7 separate regions of the Mus musculus genome follow, and all the other regions are linked to region 1. A link is a contact called in public Hi-C, HiChIP or PLAC-seq and promoter capture Hi-C data. All regions are on one chromosome and are shown on one strand. Each heading gives the region's core, a stretch centred on a gene start, on an enhancer-like site or on the middle of the called end of the contact. The rest is flanking DNA. Distances are from core to core; before and after follow the strand shown.

Region 1 (2,938 bases), core at 323-2,822:
AGGCAACAACGCTTTAAAGATGTCATTGGATGGCCAGGCAGAGGGTCCATGTCTTTAATCCCAGAACTTGGAAGGCAAGGACAGGATAAAAATCTCTGAGTTAGAGGCCAGGCCAGTCTGGTCTTTATGGTGAGTTTCAGGCCATCCTGGGCTACATAGTTGAGACCCTATCTCAAAAAAAAAAAAAAAAAAAAAAAAAAATCATTGAGGCAAAGAGGAAAGAGCAGACATTATTCCTACAGGGATGGGTAGTGACAGTGATATCGGTTTGATTTAGAAAACATTAAGGGTGCCAGGCAGTGGTGGCGCACGCCTTTGATCCAAGCACTGGGGAGGCAGAAGCACGCAGATTTCTGAGTTTGAGGCCAGCCTGGTCTACAGAGTTCTTGGACAGCCAAGCCAGGGCTACACAGAGAAACCGTCTCTAAAAACCAAAAAAAAGGAAAAAGAAAAAAAAAGAAAGGAAGGAAGTAAGGAAGGAAGGAAGAGAAAAGAAACCGTTAAGGGAAAAAGGCATTCAGTTAAGCTGGGCAGTGGTGGCACACGCCTTTAATCCCAGCACTGGGGAGGTAGAGGCAGATGATCTCTGGGTTGGAGGTCAGCTTGGTCTGCAGAGTGAGTTCCAGGACAGCCTGGTCTACACAGAGAAATCCTGTCTTGGACTAAAAAAAAAAAAAAAAAAAAACTACATAAGACAAAGGTATCCAATTAAAAAAATGTTTGCTTATTTGTTAAGCTGTTTTCTGACACCATGTGGGGCATTTATCTAGTGCACATTAAATCTCCCAGAAGTGTTAAAAATGCAGATTCTAGGTTTCAGTTGGAGCTGGGACTCCCGGTGGTTCTGATGGGGGCTCCTGATGACATAACAAAAGCAACCCAAACTACCCCATGTCCCCAACCTTTCATTTTCCCACTGTCTGCTCACTTGTTAGGCATACTAGGATACCCTATTGCTTCATCTAAGCGCCGAGAAAGCAAGGGCAAGAACTTACTTTTTTATTTTTATTAAATAGAGCCTTGGTTTGCTAACAGGTGCACTTCGGAGCACCCATAACAGCATCCAGTACGGAAAGGGGCCCTTTAGAAATGTTGGTCTAAGGAACGAGAGAATAAATTACCATATTGCTTTGTACCAAAGTTCCCCGTTTACAGATCTGGTTGGGGCTTTGAAACAGAGAAACAAAGCGCATTTCAGAGAGGGGTCGAGGCGACTACGCAAAGGCGCGCCGAGTAAAATGTGGGGGAGCCGCTTTGGAGCGGAGGTCTCAGTTCCCCGCGCTCGGCTCCGAGCGGAGGGCTCCTTCGGATTAGCAACCATCTTGGGCGGCATGAACCACTTCGCCGCCGCGTCCGCGACTTGCTCAGCCGGTTGCCCTCCTGGTCCGGGCCCCGGCCAGCGCTGCCGAGCCGCACCAGAGGCCGACGAGGCGGCCGGGGGTCTCAGAGAGCGCCGCCGAGAGCCCCCTCCCCGGAGCCGCAGAGCCGTGCTGGCCTCGCCATCATGGCGGTCTCCGGGCGGGGAAGCCGAGCCGTGCGTCGCGTGCGTGCCTCCTCCCTCCCCTCCCCCTCCTCGGCGGCGGCGGCGGCGGCAGAGGCGGCAGCGCTCGCCATTGCCGCTGGTGGCAGGAGGCTGCGAGGAGCCGGCGCGGTCGCAGTCTCCACGGCGCAGGCCCACGGTAGCGCAGCCGCTCTGAGGTGAGTGCCCTACCGCGCAATCTCCAGCTATTTCAGCCCCGGCGCAGCCGCAACACGCCGCCCGCCCGCCGGCCGGCCGGCCCGCCCCGCAGCCGGCACCCTGCCGCCCCCGGCTCGGGGCCTGGGCCCCCGCCGGATTCGGCCTGCCTGGGGCGGGGGGCCCGGGCCCGGGCCCGGCCCAGCCAAACCGCCACCCCGAGGATGCGCAGGCCGCACTAGGCCCCGGGCGTCCTGGCGGGCTCGGTAGGGAGGCGGCTGCCCTCCCGAGAGCCCCAGGGTTCCGGCCTCCCCTACCGCCTCGGGTTCTCCCGGCCGCGGCCTCCTCCGCGCCGTGGAACCCCGGGCCTGGTCTTCCTTCTGCGGGCTCGGGAGCCGGCGGCCCGGGAGAGCGCGCCGGGCCCGGGAGCGGGAGGTGGGTGGGCTGCGCGGGACCGGAGCGGCGGCTCGGCGCTCGCCCCCTCGGCTCTTCCCGGCTCTGGCCCGCCGGTGGCTCGGTGCGGCCGGGCGGGGCGCGGGAGTGGCTGTCTCTGGCGGGAGAGGAGGCTGGTGGTTCGGCCGGGCGACCTCCGAAGCTTCCCTCCCGCCGGGGTGGCGTGGGATGGTTACCCAGGTGGACTGGGGGGCGCTGAATATGGCGCGCTGCCCACCTTCTTGCAAGTTGTGAGGAGGCGCCTAGGCGGCAGTTCGAGGAGGAGGAGGAGGGCGCAAAGTCCTTTTGTACGCAGAAATAAGGAGCGACATTGTGTTTTTCCTCTCCGGCGGAGATACCCACCGAGGGGCCTGGGTTCTTCCTGGGACTGGCGTGGTGGTCTCCGGGGGACAGGAGGGGGAGGTGGCGCACCCCTTAAGAAGGAACGGAGCCTTTGCCTCGGATAAAACAGGGGGTCTGGGGTGGTCTTGTGCTTGATTCTCTCCCACATCTCCCAGGCTTTCGTGGATTCGTGGGTTTGCCATTGCATGTTCTGTAGTGATGTCCACTGTTTCTCACCTGTTGTGTCGTTGCTGCTGGCCCCAAACTTTGTTCGGTGCATCTGACTACCCACCAGAACTTGAAAATGTTAAACATACATTAATGTTGTTAGAGCTTCAAAGGCTATCTGCTCTGACCAGTTGGAGGAGCTGTTAGCAGGTCATCCCCATCTTCCCTGCCATTAAAGTATCTTGTACTGATGATGGCTTATGTTAGAGTTGGTATCGGTTGGGCCGATTTTTTTTTTTTTTTAAGTAGGCAAAGCAAAAC
Region 2 (2,938 bases), core at 303-2,802, 440 kb before region 1:
AGAGTTAAAGTGGCAAATATTTTTTTTTAATTATGTACTTGCAACCTAGGGGCTTATTTAAGAAGATACAGCACCATTAAACATCAGTTATGAGTTAAACAGAAAAGGGAGAGCAAGCATTTCATGTTTGTGAGTATAAAATGAAATAATGAATAAAGGGTGAAGAGAGAGAGAGAGAGCTAGAGATGTAGGCAGGACTGGATCCCCAGCACCAAACACAAGGAAAAGAAAAAGAAAGTAGGTACTTAGTCTGTTAAGAGGCTCCTTAGTTTTCAAAGAATTTCACAGTTCATAGACTAAAACCTAAACACTGTCAGCAAAATCACAAGCTATTAAAATTCATAAAAAATAAAAACATAGCAAAGGTGAGTGTGAAAAATCATGGAAGAAAATACAAAGTGTGAGTCAAAAAATGAAAAAACATGAGCCCAAAAATTTAACATGTGGAAATACGATAGATACAACACACACTCCACCACATGCTCACAAAAATATGGACTAATTAATATAGCTATGATAGCCATCTTACAAATAAAAACGTACAGGCAGAAGAAATACAGTAGGAATCTGATATAAAACAAAAGAACTACAAAGATTTCCTGAAACCATAACTAATTTTTCTTTATATTACGTTGCACTCCAATGAGAGGAGAAAATTTGTACGAACACGAATCTAGAAGCCTGAGAAATTTCGAGAATAACACGAATGAAAATCGGCAAGGGACACTGAGGGGTGAGTAAGGCTGCCAAAGGGAAGGTATTGCCAGATGCAACTCTTGAATACGGAAGGTGTACCAAAAGCACTTAAAGGAGAGCCAGACCACAAGCGAGACGTACAGAACTACAAAACGGATTCCACAGACGAGGGAAAGGGCCCGTTCGTGACCAATCAGTTGCCACTGGTTTCCGAAAGGCAGCACATCTGTGGCTGCTCAGCCCCACCCCGCGGCACCAGCTCCTTCGGAAAGAGGATCTCCCACTGCCAAGCGCTCCACTCAAGCGGAGAACCATCCCATCCCACTCGGCCCTGGTCCCGCGCGGCTCAGAACGGACTCTCCCCGAACCTCACCGAACGCTGCAGCTCCCCAAGCCAAAACGAGGCGCGCTCCTTTCCGCTGGGATCCGGGTCGTGGTAAAGCGCTTGCACCGCCTGGTACACGAGCTGCAAGGTTGGCTTGGCTCCCTCCATGCTGGCGGGAGCGGCGGCGATGACAGCAAAGAGCCCGATACTCCTCCCTAGGCTTCCGCTTGCTCTGCCTTCAAGCGTCCTCACTGTCTCGGCCACAGCCGCTCCCTGACTGGCGCCATCTCCTCCTTTCTGGCCGTTACCAGGGAAGGGGGGTTCCTCGTGGAAGTTGCCCCCTCGGAAACAGCGGAGAGGTCGCTTTCAGGTTCCTGCCTCCTTTTTGTCTTGTCTTCCCGCCAGAATCGCAGACTCTCGAGTCCGGACACGGGTTCTGGCTTCTGCACCTCCCGCCTTGCTCGCAGAGGCCTACCTCCGCATGACACGAACCACGCAGCGAGCCGAAGCAGGGCTTCCCCGGGCCGGAAGTGGCCGTCCGTAGACTTTGGCACACTTCCGCCTGGTGCACCACAAACTGCCTCCTTCCCGGCACGCCTCCTCTTGTTTCCCCCGCCTCCTCCCGGAAGTGACCCTGCCGGACTAGGAGAACCAAGGGGAAGTAGGCACAAGGTAGTCAGTCTCCTAGGTGCGTAAGTCTTTATTTGAGCTTCAAGTCTGGCTACTCTTAACGTTCCTGACCAAATCTTATCTCGTCAGCAAGGAATCCAAAGTCTTTCCTCCCGGTTCCTACTTCTTCACCCGTCTCCAAGGAGTGTTTAAGAAACATCAGTTCAGCCGGGCGTGGTGGCGCACGCCTTTAATCCCAGCACTCGGGAGGCAGAGGCAGGCGGATTTTTGAGTTCGAGGCCAGCCTGGTCTACAGAGTTCCAGAACAGCCAGGGCTACACAGAGAAACCCTGTCTCAAAAAAAAAAAAAAAAAGAAAGAAAGAGAGAGAGAGAGAGAGAAAGAAAGAAAGGAAGAGAGCCTGTAATCTCAGCTCTTGGAAGTTAGCCACAACACCATCAGGAGGAATTCAAGACCAGCCTCTAATACGTGGAACTCTGTCTCTTTAAAAAAAAAAACCAAAAAAAAAAAAAAAAAAAACAGCCAAGCGGTGATGGCAGACAGGTTTAATCCCAGCACTCTGGAGTCAGAGGCAGGCCTAACTCTTGAGTTTGGACCAGCCTAGTCTACAGAGCAAGTTCCTGGACAGCCAGGAATACACAAAGAGACCTTGTCTCAGAAAATAATTAACAAATAAATAAATAAATGACAAACAAAATCAACTGTCTAGCAATCCTCAGTTAACATGCCAGTTTCCCAATATTGCTGCTTCACTAAAAATAACTGTTAGTATCTAATGAAGGCTGACCATGTGTAATGTAATGTAATGTAGTGAAAGATTAACAACCTTCCAAAATAAGTCCTTTTTTAATGAAATAGTTTTGGTTTGCTTATTTGTTTGTTTGTTTGTTTGTTTGTTTCGAGACAGGGTTTCTCTGTGTAGAGGGCCCTGGCTGTTCTGGAACTCACTCTGTAGACCAGGCTGGCCTCGAACTCAGAAATCCGACTGCCTCTGCCTCCCGAGTGCTGGGATTAAAGGCGTGCGCCACCACGCCCAGCTCTAATGAAATAGTTTTAAAGACTTATTTTTATGTGTATGAGTGTTTTGCCTACATATTTATGCATGTGCAACTTGGTCCTGGAGGAGTTACCGTGTGAGCTGCTATATAGATCCTGAGAATTGAGTGTGGGTTCTCTACAAGATCAGTGAGTGTGTCAACTCTCCAGCTCCTAAACCTCATTTTAAAAGATGAGAATTTAAAGCTGTTCATGCTGGACCATATTTATAATCCCAGCACTTGGGAGGCAG
Region 3 (2,938 bases), core at 117-2,616, 350 kb after region 1:
TGGGGATTACAAGAGTGTGTCACCATGCTGAGTTTTATACTGTGGCAGGAGACTGTACCTTTGGTGCTAGACAAGTATTTTAAGCAACTGAGCTACCTTCATCCCCAGCTCCATGGGTTTTCTTTTTATCAGATGTCAAACATTTCAATAAACTGTATCATAATGCATAATGGATAAAAATACTTCTTTTCCTACAGAAACTGGGTGTGGAGACAAAAAACCAAAATTTCATGACGACATGAAATTTGCTCACTGAGATCAAAGGAGACTTCTGGTCTCAGCACTTTCTCCTTCTCCACCCCACTCCTTAAAAAAAAAAAAAATCCAACATGTGAGGTTCTCATGTGTGAAACATCAAGGGGGTCAGCAGTCCATCAGATTAGATCTTGAAAGGTTTTGTTTCCCTTGAGAAATTTATGTTTTTTTTCCTTATTTGGAAACAGCAATGTGTATCTGCATTTTCCCACTGTGCACTGCGCCTCCCCAACTTCAAAGCCAAATTTTCGGTTTAATTTTGAAACGATGGGAATTTCTGATATTTACATTTTAAAATCACATCGTCCGTTCCATTTTCTATCGTTAACTGTGTATATTGTAAGACAATTGAGGTGGATTGTTTGTGTGTGTGTGTGTGAGTAAAACATTTACTTGATCGTGTGTCATCTAAGAGAGTATCTTTTTCTATTGTTTTTTTCTTGGCAGGCATACACAAGCCGCGTGTTTAAATAAAGATCTTCACTGATGCCTGAAAGATTTTCTTATTGAAATTTTCACTTGTGTTTCTATGATTACTCTAATATCGAACAGTTTTCGGTATTTGCTAATCGGGTTTAAAGCTGTTTGCTCTTGACGTGGCTTTTGCAGGGGAAGGGTCCCGGCAGTGCCACCGTGAGACAAAACAAATGATGAAAGCCAGGAGTTTTTTAGATTTCATCTGACTCCTCCCCCTGCCCCCACCTCCCGTGAGCCCTTTGTGTGTGGCAACAGTCCGCAGACCGGGGCTCAGTTTGCAGAACTGCAGACAGATGTACCAACACCAAGTACATGCATTGTGTACCTATGATGTTTCTAAATGCAGTGCTTATGGGACAGAATTCCGGAGTATCGACCATGCTGAGGCAGCGACCCTGCTTGGGAGTCTCCTCTGGCGTAGCCTCCCCGCTCGGTCTTCGACTATCTGGTCTGAGCCCCCAGCATCCCGGAGAAGCGGGCGAGCTCCGGGAATCGATGCGCTCTCTGAGCGTCTGCTTACGCCTTTTCTCCCCCCATCTCTTTTAGCTATAGCTATGGTTACCACGTCTCTCCCCGCCTCCCTCCACCTGCCAAGAAAGAGACTGCCCATTGGTCCACTGTCACCAAGGCGGCCAGCCATTGGTTGCTGGAGAGCCCGGCGCTACCCCGGCCCCCGTCTCCCGGGTCTCTTGAGGAGCCCGGGAAGGAGGCTCGGCTCGCGCTGCCGGGGCAGGGGCTTGCCGGGACCGGGCTGCGGCAATCGTTAGCGGGCCATGTCGGCTGCCCAGGGCTGGGACCGGAACCGCCGGCGGGGAGGAGGCGCGGCCGGCGGGGCCAGCGGGGTTAGCGGGGCCGGCGCGGCCGGCGGGGGTCGGGGCACCGGACAGCTCAACCGATTCGTGCAGCTCTCGGGACGGCCGCACCTGCCAGGTGAGTGGTGGGGCCGCTGCCGGCGAGAAGGTGGCGGTCGCCGGGCTCTGCTGCCCCTCGGACACACAGCCGAGGGAGGACAGGGAAGCAGAGCAGCAGGAAGGTGGCGTTGAGGTCAGGAGGGGAACCGGAGCACGCCGAAGAGAAGTCTCGCTGTGTCGACAGCTCGGGGAGGAGAGTTGTATTTTCCTCCCGACCGAGAGGCCGCTGTCTCTTTGACATTCCCAAATGTTTCGCTTGCCCGGTTCTTAATCTTTTCCTCTTCCGCGGATGGATGTTGTGAAAGAAAGACATTGGTGTTTAACTGTGGAAAATTATTTCAAAAGGAGTGCCAAATTAAGGAGAGGAGAGCAATATAGAAGTGATTTTGTTTGAAAGGAAAAAAAAAAAGCCAACCAACTGTGTCAGAGTTGGATATTTTGAAATGGAATGAGCATGTGAAAGTGTGTGTGTGTATGTATGTATGTGTGTGTGTGTTGGCTAGGGAGTATATGGGAAAGAAAATAAAAAAGATTAAGGGAAATGGTTGAATCAGTAATATTTGGGGATGTACAGAGACAGAATGGGTAATGGTGACTAGATTTTAAAAGGGGGAAATGAAGATCATGAATATAAAGAAACGAAAGGATGTGATCCCGGTATCAAAACTGAAAATTGGAAAAATATACCTACTGCTAAAAATTTCATGGTCTTTGAGTTCACATGTTTTAAAAAAAACAAAACAAAGTCATGTAGGTATGTGTGTAAACAGTTGTAAAAAGCGTACGTTTACAAATTTTCAGTCTGTTAAAAGGTAGAGAATTAAATCATGCACAGAATGCTAAATCATTTTATTGGGCAGTCGTGTTTTTTTTTTTTTTTCACCGTGAAGAGAATTGTCAGGAATGATGTACTAGACCTTCGCCATGTTTTTTTGTGTATGTGTGACTAGTGTTAAGTTGATTGTATCAGTGGTATATTTGTTTAGATGTTTTGAGAACCTGATTGTTTCTGAATTGTGTTTACTATTGTGACTTGTTCTTCTAGGTGGTAAAAAAAATCAGTTGATTAATTTAAAGATAACAAAGGGGATTTTACTTATTCAGAGAGATAATTACTAATATTTGTGATATGGTTTTTGATGTGTGCCAGAAATGTTCATTAACCCATTTGTTCATGCCATTAAAATAAAATTGAGACATTTGTAAATAATCAAATATACCATAAATTGGATTTGAATAAACAGTATCAGACTGGTATTCTGGAATTGCTAAATATGTGATGTTTAACAAGAAAA
Region 4 (2,938 bases), core at 324-2,823, 350 kb before region 1:
AAACTTTCTCCAGCCTCTTTCCAACTCTCTCTGAAAACAGCGATCTTACCCCATTTCCTTCTCTAAAACTCTTATTTCCAAATCAATTCAACACAAACTCAGTAATCTGATCTCAAGTCCTTCTACAGCCTCCATTCAGTTGAACACATACTGCATTCTCAGGCACCGCTGCACCAAGCCGGGAAAAGTGATAGGCTTAGTTTCCACACAACACGCGGTTTGCTTTTATCTGTCCAAGCTTCGACACACCTTTTTGTGTCCACCTGGATTTCACGTCCCCACTGTCTCTAAAATCTCATCCTCCTCGTTTCTCCCGCCATGACACCTTCTGGTGCTCAACTTCTTCCAATTACATAATAGTTATTCATGCAGTTATTGTATTTCCACACTGGATTTTGAATCCTATTGAAACAAAATACCAGGGCTAGAGATATGGCTCAGTTATTAAGAGCACTTGTTGCTCTTACAGAGGACCAAAGTTCAGTTCCCAGCACTGACTTAAGGAGCTCACAAATCCCGGTAACTCCAGTTCCTGGGGATCTGACATCCTTTTCTGGCTTCCATCAGCACCTGTGTGCACAGTGGTACACACACACACACACACACACACACACACACTCACACACACACACATTTTAAAAGAATCTTTTAAAGGAGTGAAAGTACCACATTTTAGTGAGCCCCCTTATCAGCCATCTCCGTGTAAGTCATTTGCATGCACTAACAGATTCTTATTTGATCAATGCCTTACGCTGCAGTTTTCCCACTCAACGTTACAAAAAGTGTAGCTTGGGGAATCACGCTATTGATGGCAAAATCAGACTCCTCCCCAGGTTAAAATCGTACTTGTGTAGCTAGTACAATGTACACCACATTGTACTTGGGAGTCAATCTGTGCATATCCTATTAACATGCCAAACACAAAACAAAACAAAATTAAAAACAAAAAACCGGTGTCTCCACGTAAACAAACGTTCTGAGAGGGTTTGGATAGAGAGGTTGGACGGTAATGAGAGAAAAGGATGGTTTGAGAATTCCACTGTTAGGTTATGAGGCTTTTAAAACGAGCATTTAAAGTATTTGATTGCTAAGCAGGGGTATTTATTCTTCTCTTTCTGGTTGTTAGTACCTGTCATTTGTCACTCTGATTTTATTGTCTTGATCCCTGAGGATCAACCTTCTTTTCTATTCCCACAGCGTTTAACGAATTGCTCAACACACAAAGTGCGTACTTGTTGATTTTAACGTACGTGTGTTTGCGTGCGTGCACAGCAACTGGGCAGAGGACGTGGGTGTGGGATGCAGGAAACATTCCTTTTCCTCATTCTTTTTCCCTTAAGCAGCTGCAGCCTGCAGGCTTTCCGTCTAGGCGGGCAGAAGCAGAACCACTGACCCTTTAGCAAGTTGTCCCTCACAGAACAGGTGTCTCCCCCGCCTCTCGGAGGAGAGGGATGGCTGGCTGCTTAGTGACATGGGCCGCCGACCAATGAGAAGTCAGCCTCGGGCAGCCTCACCAATGGCCGTCCGGGGGGCGGGCCCGGTTTCCTGAGAGCCGGGCGGGCCAAGCTGGTCTGCGGCCGCGGTGGAGTCTCCGCTGCTCACGCTGCCCGCCGCGGCTTCAGCGGCGGCGCCGTTCCCTGGCCGCGCGGCTCCCCGACGCACGGTTCGGGCGGCTCCCGGCGCGGCGCGGCTGCCCCGGCGTTCGGGTCCCCGTGGCCCCGCGGCTCCCGCCCCGGGCTGCAGGGCGCACAGGTGGGCCGGTGGCCGCTGGGAGATAGGCCCCCCGGGGGCAGCGGCGGACCATGGCGCGGAGACCTGGCGTGCCGGCTGCCTACGGGGACGAGTTCTCCTTCGTCAGCCCGCTGGTGAAATACCTGCTCTTCTTCTTCAACATGCTCTTCTGGGTGAGATTCGGGGGGTCAGGGGGCACCCGGACTCTCGGGCATCTCTGGAGCGCCGAGGGGGCTGCCTGAGGCTGGGAGGTTTGGCCTGGGCTGCCCGGTGCCCAGGAGCGTGTCGAGTGGTGCTTCGTAGTTTTCTGAGCTGGTGACACTTGGGGGCATTTCTCCGGGGGAGGAAAACCACAGTGGCGCCGTGTCAAAAGGGGACGTTAAGAGGTGGGCAATCATCCTTGCTGCCAGGGATGAAGCTTTAGCAGGGATGAGGATCTGTGTCAGGCCATGAAATAAAAAGGGTTTGGGGAAAGAAAGAGCTGGCTGGACAGCCCCATGGGCATATTTCATGGTTAGGGACTTTCAGGCCTGGGGGCTGGAAGGCCCGACTGGCCATACGGGGCGCGGGGCGGGGGTGGAGGGAGAGAGAAGGAAGAGAAACCCCAAGCCTTCCTTCGCCCCAGTTCCTCAGGGGCTTGTGTCAAGGGACTATATCTGTCCCTTTTGCAGGCCTCGGGTGTCTGCTCCTGTCAGGGCTGAAAAGGGTTAAGAATGGTCTCCAGGTCCGATGTGTACCCCAGCATGGCCCTAAACTTTGCCCTACCTTCTTCAAGACCAGCTTCTCTACTTGGAGCTGACAGGCTTCAGATGATTCAAATAGGATTTTGTTGTTGTTGTTGTTGTTGTTGTTGGGCTGGAAGCTATGGCTCCTTTCAGAATCTTTTGTTTGGGGTGGAAAAGTGTAAACAATATTAACCCCGAGCTCCTGACACCTGGATTTCCGTCCCCTCTCTACCATCCTTATTGATTTGACTGATCTGGGTAAATATGTTCAAGTCCACAGGCCTGCCCTTCCTCCCAGCAAAAATCTAATGCAGTGTATTGGGGGATGGCAGGAGAGGGCTGAGAATTCAGGGGGAGGGGGAGCCCATTAGAGAATGCTAGCTGAGTCCTGTTTCATAGCCAGAGAGTGCGTGGGCCCCTCTGGATTTGATAACAAGGGGAAGTCCTTCCCCATCTCTCCATTCTTCTGCCAGCTTCTACTG
Region 5 (2,938 bases), core at 111-2,610, 310 kb before region 1:
AAGTACAGAGAAGGTGCTGAGTACCAGTAAGCATGCATGTATTCATTTCTCTCTGCTCTTGATTGTGGATGCAACCAGCTAAGGTCCCTGTCTAAGGTTTTCCACAATGATGGACTATGACCTAGAATTGTGAGTCCAGAATACATCCTTTTAGCCTTATAGTTGCTATGTCAGGATATTTTATCACACCAACAAGAATAAAATTAAAACACAAAATGAGCCCCCAAATTGAATTAGATTCCTCACATAGTTCTGGAGACTTGGGTACCAATTAAGCATGTATCTGAAGTGTAGGAGTCAATTTGCTCTTAAACAACAGAGATAACAGAAACGATCTATATCTGGCTGACTGTGAGCTATTCTTACAGAAACAAGAAATGAAAAGCTATGCTATTGAGTTGTCCGTCAACAAGGAAAAGTTACTCAAGGTTCATTCAGTCCAGTCTCCTAGCCGTTGAGGGAGACTTGCTTAGGGGAGCTGTGACTTAAAGAAGCTGCAAGAAAGAAAGAACTGACGGAAGGAAGGAAGGAAGGAAGGAAGGAAGGAAGAAAGAAAGAAAGAAAGAAAGAAAGAAAGAAAGAAAGAAAGAAAGAGAGAAAGAAAGAAGAACTGAGTGGAGAAGGGAACGACAGAAACTTCATGAGGCAGCTGGGCCACAGGTATTCATCCAAGATGGACTAGTTTCCTGCGGACAAACCCGAAGGTGCATCAGGGACAGTTGATGGAAATCACAGTCCATCCAGCCCTGACATACCTGAGCGATAAAGGCTTGGTGTTGACATGTTCTCAGGATAGACATCTGTCCCCACAGGTAACAGCAGCTACTCTGAGTGACTCCGAGGTTATTTCCCCATATATATCTCGAGCAGGAAGAATTTAAAGAAGCAAAACCCCCAAACTCCGGTTCTTCTCCACCAGGGTTCTAGGTAAAGTTGAGAAAGATCTAACTAACAAAAAGCAAGAAAAGATTGGTAGGGCTGGGGAATTGGGCAGGAATGGAGTGAAAACTCTTGCCTGCTTTAGGCATCCCCCTGCCACCCTAAACTGAGAGAAATGTCCTCTCCTAAAAGTCACGTCAAACAACCTTAGGACCAACTAAAGATTCAGTCAAGTGCCTCTGGGACACAACTTGCACGCATCCCCCCCCCCCCCCCCCCCCGCGAGGGTCTTCTGTAGGGTGAAGGTTCCCGAATACCCCCACCCCAGCCCCTTCGGGCATTTAGGCCGCCAAAGCTGGGGCTCCTCCTCTCCAGCGTCTGACTCTCCCCTTGCTTTTCTTCGCTCGGGCCCTCCCCCAGCCTCCGCGGATGGGGGGGCCGGGCTTGGCTCCGCGAGGCCCGTGCATTCCAGAGAGCAGGGCCAGCTAGAGCAACAAAGGAGCCCGGTAGTCGGCAGGGAGAGCTCAGGGGGCTGCGGCGCGCTCGCGCGGAGGTGGCTGCTGGGCCGCGGGCTGGCGTGGGGGCGGAGCCGGGGACCCACTCCCGCACCCCCCCCCCCCCCCCGGCCGGCGCCTGGCCTCCATCGAGGGGCTGGGAGTCGGTTTTAATGGTGGGAGAGGGAATGGGGCTGGAGATCGGGGCCCCGGAGGGTTCCCAGGGTTGAAGACAGCTTCGATCTCCAGGCCAGGGAGTCCGGGGTCTGTGCATCCTGGCCCGGGCCTGCGCTGCTCAACATGGGGCCCGGGTTCCAAAGTTTGCAAAGTTGGGAGTCGAGGGGCCCGGACGCGCGCGGCGCCTGGCGAAAGCTGGCCCCAGACTTTCGGGGCGCACCGGTCGCCTAAGTAGCCTCCGCGGCCCCCGGGGTCGTGTGTGTGGCCAGGGGACTCCGGGGAGCTCCGGGGCGCCTCAGCTTTTGCTGAGTTGGCTGTTTGGCCATGGCCGCTGGCCGCCCCGTGCGTGGGCCCGAGCTGGCGCCCCGGAGGCTGCTGCAGTTGCTGCTGCTGGTACTGCTGGGGGGCCCGGGCCGGGGGGCGGCCTTGAGCGGGAACGTGACCGGGCCTGGGCCTCACAGCGCCAGCGGGAGCTCGAGGAGGGACGTGCCGGTGACCAGCCCTCCGCCGCCGCTGCTGAGCCACTGCGGCCGGGCCGCCCACTGCGAGCCTTTGCGCTACAACGTGTGCCTGGGCTCGGCGCTGCCCTACGGAGCCACCACCACGCTGCTGGCTGGGGACTCGGACTCGCAGGAGGAAGCGCACGGCAAGCTCGTGCTCTGGTCCGGTAAGCGCGCGGGAGTCGGGATTGCGACGCGGAGGTGATGGGACCGGCCACTGACGGAAAGAAAAGGCTCAGGCCTCAAACTGTTGGGCGGGCGCGGCTTGCACCCGGAATAGTTGGAGAAACGAGTCCGGAACTTTTGGGACAGGTTGCGTGCGGGAAGGAGACTCTGCGTGTTGGAGAAGGGGTCGGGGCAAGAGACCAGGGAAGCCAGTCGGTCACAAAGAGCCCGAGTAAGGATGGGGTTAGGGGGATGCAAGGAGGGAGAAGAGATGTATTCGTGAAGCAACAGTCCATGGGGATTCTGGGCAGTGTTCAGACCTTGAGGCAATCTGAGTTGTAGAGAAGAAAGAGAGGATGAAGGTGGAAGACATTTAAGGATTTGGAGGGAAGGGGCGAGGAAAACTTGTACATTCTGAGAAGGAAAAAAAAAATGCCTCCTTGTAGTAACTAAAAAGCCAAACGAACCACCTGGTAATCTTGATTTAGATCAGCCCAGGGAACCAATGATTTTTGTCTTGTTTTTACCCGTTTAAGTTTCCTTATCTGAAAAATGGAAGCTCTGATCCACTCGGGTTAAGAAGGAGGGAGACGATTTAAACAGTTGTTTGTGGCTCTGTGGAAATGTGAAGCCTCACGCCAGTGTATGCTGTGGAGGAACATTAAGTCTGGGGTGTTGAGAGCCTGTGGGCACCGTCCAGAGTGGCAGAAAGTCCTTTCCTTG
Region 6 (2,938 bases), core at 216-2,715, 300 kb after region 1:
CTTGATCAGATGAATAATATTAATCCTCATTTTATGGATGAGGTACGGAGAGTTTAGTCATTCACTGAAAGTCACAGAGTAACGAAGAGCAAAACCAGAATTGATGTCAGAGATGTTGATACCAGAGACCACTCTCTTTATTTTTTATTTTTTATTTTTTTTTTTAAGGAAGGCCTCCAACACACACCCAGTTGGGAGTGGCATTCCATTTTTTTTTCAATCTCTTTTTTTTTTCCATTTTTTATTAGGTATTTAGCTCATTTACATTTCCAATGCTATACCAAAAGTCCCCCATACCCACCCACCCCCACTCCCCTACCCACCCACTCCCCCTTTTTGGCCCTGGCGATCCCCTGTACTGGGGCATATAAAGTTTGTGTGTCCAATGGGCCTCTCTTTCCAGTGATGGCCGACTAGGCCATCTTTTGATACATATGCAGCTAGAGTCAAGAGCTCCGGGGTACTGGTTAGTTCATATTGTTGTTCCACCTATAGGGTTGCAGATCCCTTTAGCTCCTTGGGTACTTTCTCTAGCTCCTCCATTGGGAGCCCTGTGATCCATCCATTAGCTGACTGTGAGCATCCACTTCTGTGTTTGCTAGGCCCCGGCATAGTCTCACTCTCTTTATTTTTATTTATTTATTTTTTAAAGAAGATGTCTTGGCTGGCCCGATACTTACTATGTAGCTCAAGCTGGCCCTGAACTTATGACAATCCTCCTGACTCAGCCTTCTGAGCTGGGATCACAGACATAATGCCCAGCCCCAGAGTCCACATTTTTTTTTTTTTTTGACCATTGTCGTAGACTAGCATTGTCAGCTGACATGTGAGCAGAAAATAATTGTGCCTTCATCATTGAAAGGAAATCCTATAGATTTCAGAACTGTGAGCTGCTTTGAAGTTGGGAGTGGTGCTGAGTCCCGAAGGGATGGTCACCAATGAAATAGGGAGTGGGACACAAAGGGACGTTTAAAAGTCACTAGATCAGCTGGGTGTGGTGGCGCATGTCTTTAATCCCAGCACTTGGGAGGCAGAGGCAGGCAGATTTCTGAGTTCGAGGCCAGCCTGGTCTACAGAGTGAGTTCCAGAGTGAGTCTACAGAGAAACCCTGTCTCAAAAAAAAAAAAAAAAAAAAAGTCACTAGATCAAAGCTCTGCTGAGTGTGTTTGGGAAGATCAGCCATCTCCTAAAAGCTGTTAAAACAAAACAGACAATCCCAGTACTGGGGATGCTGAGGCAGGAGGATTGAGAGTTCCTGGCTAACCACACCAGGATCCAGTGAGATCCTGCTGAAAAAAAAAAAAAAAAAAAAAAAAAAGAAAGAAAAAGAAAAGAAAAGAAGGCTGGAGAGATGACTCAGTGGGTATATAAAAGTTATCGCTGAGGCTTCCAGTCTTTGTAACCATTGTAACTATGACAACCTAGACAGAAAATGGGATGTGGCTTCTGCTAAGTTTGAGGTGACAACAGGATGTCCAGGTGGAAACATCCAGGAATCTGTGAGAAAGGGTGGTGAGCCATACAAGCCTGGGCTAGAACATGTGAGAACACAAAGAACAGAGCTCGTGAGAGGGTGCCAAGGTTTTCACTGGGAAGCCTCGGTGTGTTCTAGTCCTGTCTGTCACAAGGTCCCGGGCCTGCAGCCAGCAAGAAAGCCACAGCTAATGCTACCATTCACGTGGAGGCCAAGCCCCTCCCTAGCCATAGTTGAGATCCCAAAAACATCGTCTGAGCTCTGTTTTAAAAGGACCAGGCTGCATATTTTTCATAACAAACATTTTATAAGATATGTTGGTATGAAAGCTTTGGGCCACAGGTAATAGTAGCAACAAAGACACATCTTAGGAAAAATTGATCCAGGTCATTGGATGCAGAATCAGGGAGGGGGCCCACGTGAGAAATGGGACACTCATGTAGACTCAAACTAATTTGCCACAAATTACTCATAATCACAAAAGGGCAGATAATAACAGGGAAAAGAGATTAGACATCTTAACCAAGAGAACAAAATCTATGTCTCCCATTTGAGTACTATCCAGTGTGGACCCTGCTTAGCTTCTAAGATCAGAGCAGAGTAGGTGTGATCAGGGCAAGATGGTGACAGAACAAAGACTGTCTCATTAAAAGATACTATGTGTCTCTGTGTGTGGAATCTCATGCAGGCTATGTTGTTACTTATTGAATATTTCAGTCAACAATGTAATCTAGCTGGGCATGGAGGTTCACACCTTCACGTGATCGCAGCAAGAGAAAGGCAGAGGCAGGCGGAACCACTGTAGGTGCCAGACCACACAGAGCTAGATAGCAAGATTCTGTCTCAAAAACAGAACAAAGAAAACCAAAAGGACCAATGAGCTGGCTCAGCCAGTAAAAGGTGCTTGCTGCCCTGCCTGATGGCCTGCTTTTAATTCCTGGAACTCACAAGCTACGAGAGGACTAACTCTTATAAATAATCCTCTGATCTTATACCTGCACACACACAAATAAATAATTTTTTTAATTGACTACAACATCAGTGGTGAGCCAGGATTACATACTTGTCTGTAATCTCAGCATTTGGGAAGTGAGGAGCAGCAGGAAGGAGGCTCAGGGTCAGCCTTTGTTACATGTTGACTTTGACTCCCTGACACCTTGTCTCAAAAAAACAACAAAAGTGCTTGTTTGTCCAGCAGTGATGACACACATGGATCTCTCGGAGTTCCAGGCCACCCTGGTCTATAGAGTGAGTCCCAGGACAGCCAGGGGTCACAGAGAAACCCTGTTGAAGGGCTAGAGAGATGGTTCAGATGTGAAAAACAGCTGCTGCCTTTCCAGAGAACCTGAATTCTGTTCCCAGCACCAGGCTGGGTGACTCACAACTTCCTGTAACTCTGGCTCCAGGGGATCCCATTCCTTCTTCAGGTCTCTTCAGGTACCTGAATACAGGTGAGCACAAATA
Region 7 (2,938 bases), core at 278-2,777, 270 kb after region 1:
AAGAAGAAGAACAGCCAGGCAGTGGTGGCGCATGCCTTTAATCCCAGCCCTTGGGAGGCAGAGGCAGGCGGATTTCTGAGTTTGAGGCCAGCCTGGTCTACAGAGTGAGTTCCAGGACAGCCAGGACTACACAGAGAAACCTTGTCTTGAAAAAACAAACAGAGAGAGAGAGAGAGAGAGAGAGAAAGAGAGAGAAAGAGAAAGAGAAGAGAAGCGAAGCGAAAAGAAAAGAAAAGAAAAGAAAAGAAAAGAAAAGAAAAGAAAAACCAGATCTGGTGGCTGGTGATGCGCATGTGTAATCCCATCATGGAGGAGGCTGAGGTTCAAAGGCCTGAGGCTTAAGGAATTAAAAACTAGTCTCTGCAACCTAGTTCAAAATCAGCCTGTGTTACATGCTTCTTTGTGTCAAAGACAAATAAAACAAATAAAAATCAAAAGAGCCAGGCATGACACTCCAAGCTATTCAGGAAGATTCAAATTCAAGGGCTGCCTGGGATACAGATACAGAGACAGTTCAAGGCAAGCTTGGGCCAGTTAATGATGCCCTATTTCAAAATAAAAAGTAAAAAATGGGCTGGGGACTTTTCTCAGTTGTTGAGAACTTCCCGATAGGCAAACACATAGATACATAAGTAAAACAAACTGGAAGTAGACTGGTGGCCTGTAATCCCAGCAGTTAGGAGGTGGGGGAGCAGGGGAGCAGGAGTCCAAGATCATCCTCTGCCATTTAACTCGTTTGAGGCCAGCCTGAGCTACATGAGACCCTGTCTCAACACAAGCTAAGACAGACAAACAAAAACAAACAAAGCCCCAAAAGAAAAATAAATAAGTAAACAAATGAAAAGCAAGGTTTGAGGAAATGGAAATGGTACACTAGTCCTAAGAGAGATCTTCCCAGTGTGACCATAAATATGTACAAGTATTATGTGCCCGAGAAAAATAAATCCCAAGCCGTTTCGTTTATACCTTCATTGTTGATGTCTCCTTGCCTCAGAAGTAGCATGGAGACTGCGAAGCCCTTCCCTAAATTACCTGCTAACATTCCCTCGGGCCTGCTCCCCTGCCACCTCAGACCCTCTAGATGGTCCTTGTTTTCTGGAAAGACACCTGGGCCCCAGGCCTGCCTCCTCCCCTGGGAGACTGGTTTTCAGGGGAGTGATTCTCTGCCTTCCTTGGAGGCTCTGTTCCCCAAAGGCGTGGCTTGGATTTTGATTTCCTGAGAGGGAAGTCTTCTGGGATGGAAGGATTTTACAGTGAGGAGGGATTCCAACACATCTGGGTGGCCTGGGCTTCATTTGGCCGGGGGCATTGCCCAGTGCCTTTGGTGAGGGATAACCTCCCAAACTTCTTACCCAAAAGCTTCTGAAACACTCGAGGGAGAGGGGTGCTCAGGACCCCAGGCAAAGCTGGTATTGGTTCCCCATAATTATCAGCCAGTTAAAACTCCTGCCTGCCCCATATCCCCTTGTGTCTGTGGTTTTCTGTTACACTTCTGATTTCTACTGCAAATCCTCGTAGGGAGGAGCGAGGGCTGCAGTGGTTGCTGTGAATTCCTGTCTCCAGGGCAGGAGGGGCAAGGCAAGGTCTCCAGGGCACAGTTTACCCCAGTCCCACCTCCCCTTTGACTTCTTTTACTGCTCTTGGAGTGACTCGCTTCCTCCTGAGGTCCTGGAGTGGCCATGCTCCTCGCTTAGCCTTGGGAGCATTGTGTGACATTCATCTGCATGTCTGCCACACCCTTACAAGGCCAACAAACTGGAGGAAGTGTTTTAAAAACTATTTCAGAGGGACTCCAAGATGGCCCTCCAAACTTACCAGACCAAGGGCATGCATGGCCCTACTTTACAGAGCCTTTGTCCTTCCTTCCTAACCCTGAGACAGAGAAAAAAATCACTGCTGGGGGAAAGCCAGACTCTGAAAGAAAAACAGCTGAGTGTGATACTTTCCCTGTAAGCCCAGCACTTGAGCTGAGGTAGGAGGATCACCATGGGCTACCCTGGGCTACAAAGTGAATTCTGGGCTTGTCTGGACTACAGAGTGAAATCCAGTCTCAAAAGCAACACAATACAAAAACACAGACAGACAGACAATACAAAAAAACAGACAGACAGACAAACAACAACAACAAACCCAACTACAACTGCTTTTAATTTTTTCTTTTCTTTCTTATTTTAAATTTCTATTTATTTATTTATTTATTTTGTTTTTTTCAAGACAGGGTTTCTCTGTGTAGCCTTGGTTGTCCTAGAAGTCACTCTGTAGACCAGGCTGGCCCCAAACTCACAGATATCTGCCTGCCTCTGCATCCCAAGTGTAAGATTACACTACCACACTCGGCTAAATATATATAGTTTCCCCCGCCTTCCCTCGTCTCCTATGCAGTGCTGGAGTTTCCAGTGCTTGAGGAATTCAACTCAGTAGCATTTGTTCCCACTCCCGCTCTCTTCCCTCACTGTGGGACTGACTCTGCCTTTGACAGGTAAATGCATTTCCTTGATAGTTCCCTTCTCTGAGAAGTCTGCCCCTGACTGTATGATAGAGCTCTCCCCTTGCCCGAAATTCACCCAGGTGGGACAATTTTATGTCTAAGTCGTACATAGCTGTGTCTTTGTTTATCATTGATAGGGACTCTTTCCAATTAGCGTTCAAGGATTTGCTTCCCAATGATGATCAATAAGTAAGTCAAGGAGGGCTGGGGATGTGGCTCAGTTGGTGGAGCATTTGAGCATGCTTAAAGCTCTGGGTTTTTATTGCCAGAAAGATATAAAGTCAGGTATGGTAGCAAATTCTTGACATCCCAGCACTCCAGAGAGCCAAAGCTCAAGGTTATCTTCAGCTATGTCATGATTTTGAGGCTAGCCTGGGCTACATGAGATGCTTTCTCAAATGATATAAGGCAAGTGGGGGTGTGGAGAATTAATATCCTGATTGGTAGGCC

The links. Promoter capture Hi-C pulls out the DNA fragments that hold promoters and counts their contacts. Hi-C and Micro-C count contacts between places; a contact is called where the count stands out from the background. HiChIP or PLAC-seq counts read pairs in DNA pulled down with a chosen protein or histone mark. Capture Hi-C pulls out chosen DNA fragments and counts their contacts.
Region 2: a contact with region 1 is called in a promoter capture Hi-C map of hippocampal neurons, with 2.1 times the contacts expected there. The contact joins the promoter of Tnpo3 here to the promoter of Nrf1 in region 1. A contact is called at or near these places in 2 of 39 promoter capture datasets (hippocampal neurons and liver), 1 of 484 Hi-C or Micro-C datasets (CD4 T cells) and 1 of 115 datasets of contacts at active chromatin or transcription factors (astrocytes).
Region 3: a contact with region 1 is called in a promoter capture Hi-C map of adipose tissue, with 2.9 times the contacts expected there. The contact joins the promoter of Klhdc10 here to the promoter of Nrf1 in region 1. A contact is called at or near these places in 2 of 484 Hi-C or Micro-C datasets (CD4 T cells and natural killer cells), 3 of 115 datasets of contacts at active chromatin or transcription factors (bone marrow-derived macrophages, large pre-B cells and memory CD8 T cells) and 3 of 9 other capture datasets (adipose tissue, liver and pancreatic islet).
Region 4: a promoter capture Hi-C map of liver shows a contact between it and region 1, with 2.8 times the contacts expected there. The contact joins the promoter of Tspan33 here to the promoter of Nrf1 in region 1. A contact is called at or near these places in 5 of 39 promoter capture datasets (the 3T3-L1 cell line, 3T3-L1-derived adipocytes, fetal liver and 2 more), 1 of 115 datasets of contacts at active chromatin or transcription factors (embryonic stem cells) and 1 of 9 other capture datasets (liver).
Region 5: a contact with region 1 is called in a promoter capture Hi-C map of liver. The contact joins the promoter of Smo here to the promoter of Nrf1 in region 1. A contact is called at or near these places in 2 of 484 Hi-C or Micro-C datasets (both in embryonic stem cells), 3 of 115 datasets of contacts at active chromatin or transcription factors (astrocytes, bone marrow-derived macrophages and pancreatic cancer cells) and 2 of 9 other capture datasets (adipose tissue and liver).
Region 6: a Hi-C map of CD8 T cells shows a contact between it and region 1, with 1.8 times the contacts expected there. The contact joins the enhancer-like site here to the promoter of Nrf1 in region 1. A contact is called at or near these places in 10 of 39 promoter capture datasets (the C10 cell line, the HPC-7 cell line, embryonic stem cells and 6 more), 2 of 15 datasets of contacts at CTCF or cohesin (large pre-B cells and pro-B cells), 9 of 484 Hi-C or Micro-C datasets (the Ba/F3 cell line, CD4 T cells, CD8 T cells and 4 more), 16 of 115 datasets of contacts at active chromatin or transcription factors (bone marrow-derived macrophages, effector CD8 T cells, embryonic stem cells and 10 more) and 3 of 9 other capture datasets (adipose tissue, liver and macrophages).
Region 7: a contact with region 1 is called in an H3K27ac HiChIP or PLAC-seq map of trophoblast stem cells, with 2.9 times the contacts expected there. The contact joins the enhancer-like site here to the promoter of Nrf1 in region 1. A contact is called at or near these places in 7 of 115 datasets of contacts at active chromatin or transcription factors (bone marrow-derived macrophages, extraembryonic endoderm stem cells, large pre-B cells and 4 more) and 2 of 9 other capture datasets (adipose tissue and liver).

What each region holds. Positions count from the first base shown.
Region 1 is chr6:30,046,416-30,049,353 of GRCm38.p6, forward strand. Nrf1 (nuclear respiratory factor 1) reads left to right here and starts at 1,573. Exons shown (of 12, transcript NM_001164226.1): 1 at 1,573-1,698.
Region 2 is chr6:29,608,297-29,611,234 of GRCm38.p6, forward strand. Tnpo3 (transportin 3) reads right to left here and starts at 1,553. Exons shown (of 23, transcript NM_177296.5): 1 at 1,070-1,553. The coding sequence starts at 1,189.
Region 3 is chr6:30,400,489-30,403,426 of GRCm38.p6, forward strand. It overlaps Klhdc10 (kelch domain containing 10), which reads left to right and starts at 1,367. Exons shown (of 10, transcript NM_029742.3): 1 at 1,367-1,662. The coding sequence starts at 1,506.
Region 4 is chr6:29,692,641-29,695,578 of GRCm38.p6, forward strand. Tspan33 (tetraspanin 33) reads left to right here and starts at 1,574. Exons shown (of 8, transcript NM_146173.3): 1 at 1,574-1,904. The coding sequence starts at 1,803.
Region 5 is chr6:29,734,137-29,737,074 of GRCm38.p6, forward strand. Smo (smoothened, frizzled class receptor) reads left to right here and starts at 1,361. Exons shown (of 12, transcript NM_176996.4): 1 at 1,361-2,217. The coding sequence starts at 1,875.
Region 6 is chr6:30,345,361-30,348,298 of GRCm38.p6, forward strand. No RefSeq gene overlaps it. Among named protein-coding and RNA genes, the nearest start is that of 1700095J07Rik, 42 kb to the left of the region's middle. Within about 2 kb of position 1,466, at least 68 of the 459 cell types and tissues checked have an H3K27ac peak or open chromatin away from gene starts, as enhancers often do. A contact at or near this core is called in the Ba/F3 cell line, CD8 T cells, adipose tissue and 5 more, where this site is marked.
Region 7 is chr6:30,319,559-30,322,496 of GRCm38.p6, forward strand. All of the region lies in intron 1 of 1700095J07Rik (RIKEN cDNA 1700095J07 gene), which reads left to right. Among named protein-coding and RNA genes, the nearest start is that of 1700095J07Rik, 16 kb to the left of the region's middle. Within about 2 kb of position 1,528, at least 40 of the 459 cell types and tissues checked have an H3K27ac peak or open chromatin away from gene starts, as enhancers often do. A contact at or near this core is called in trophoblast stem cells, where this site is marked.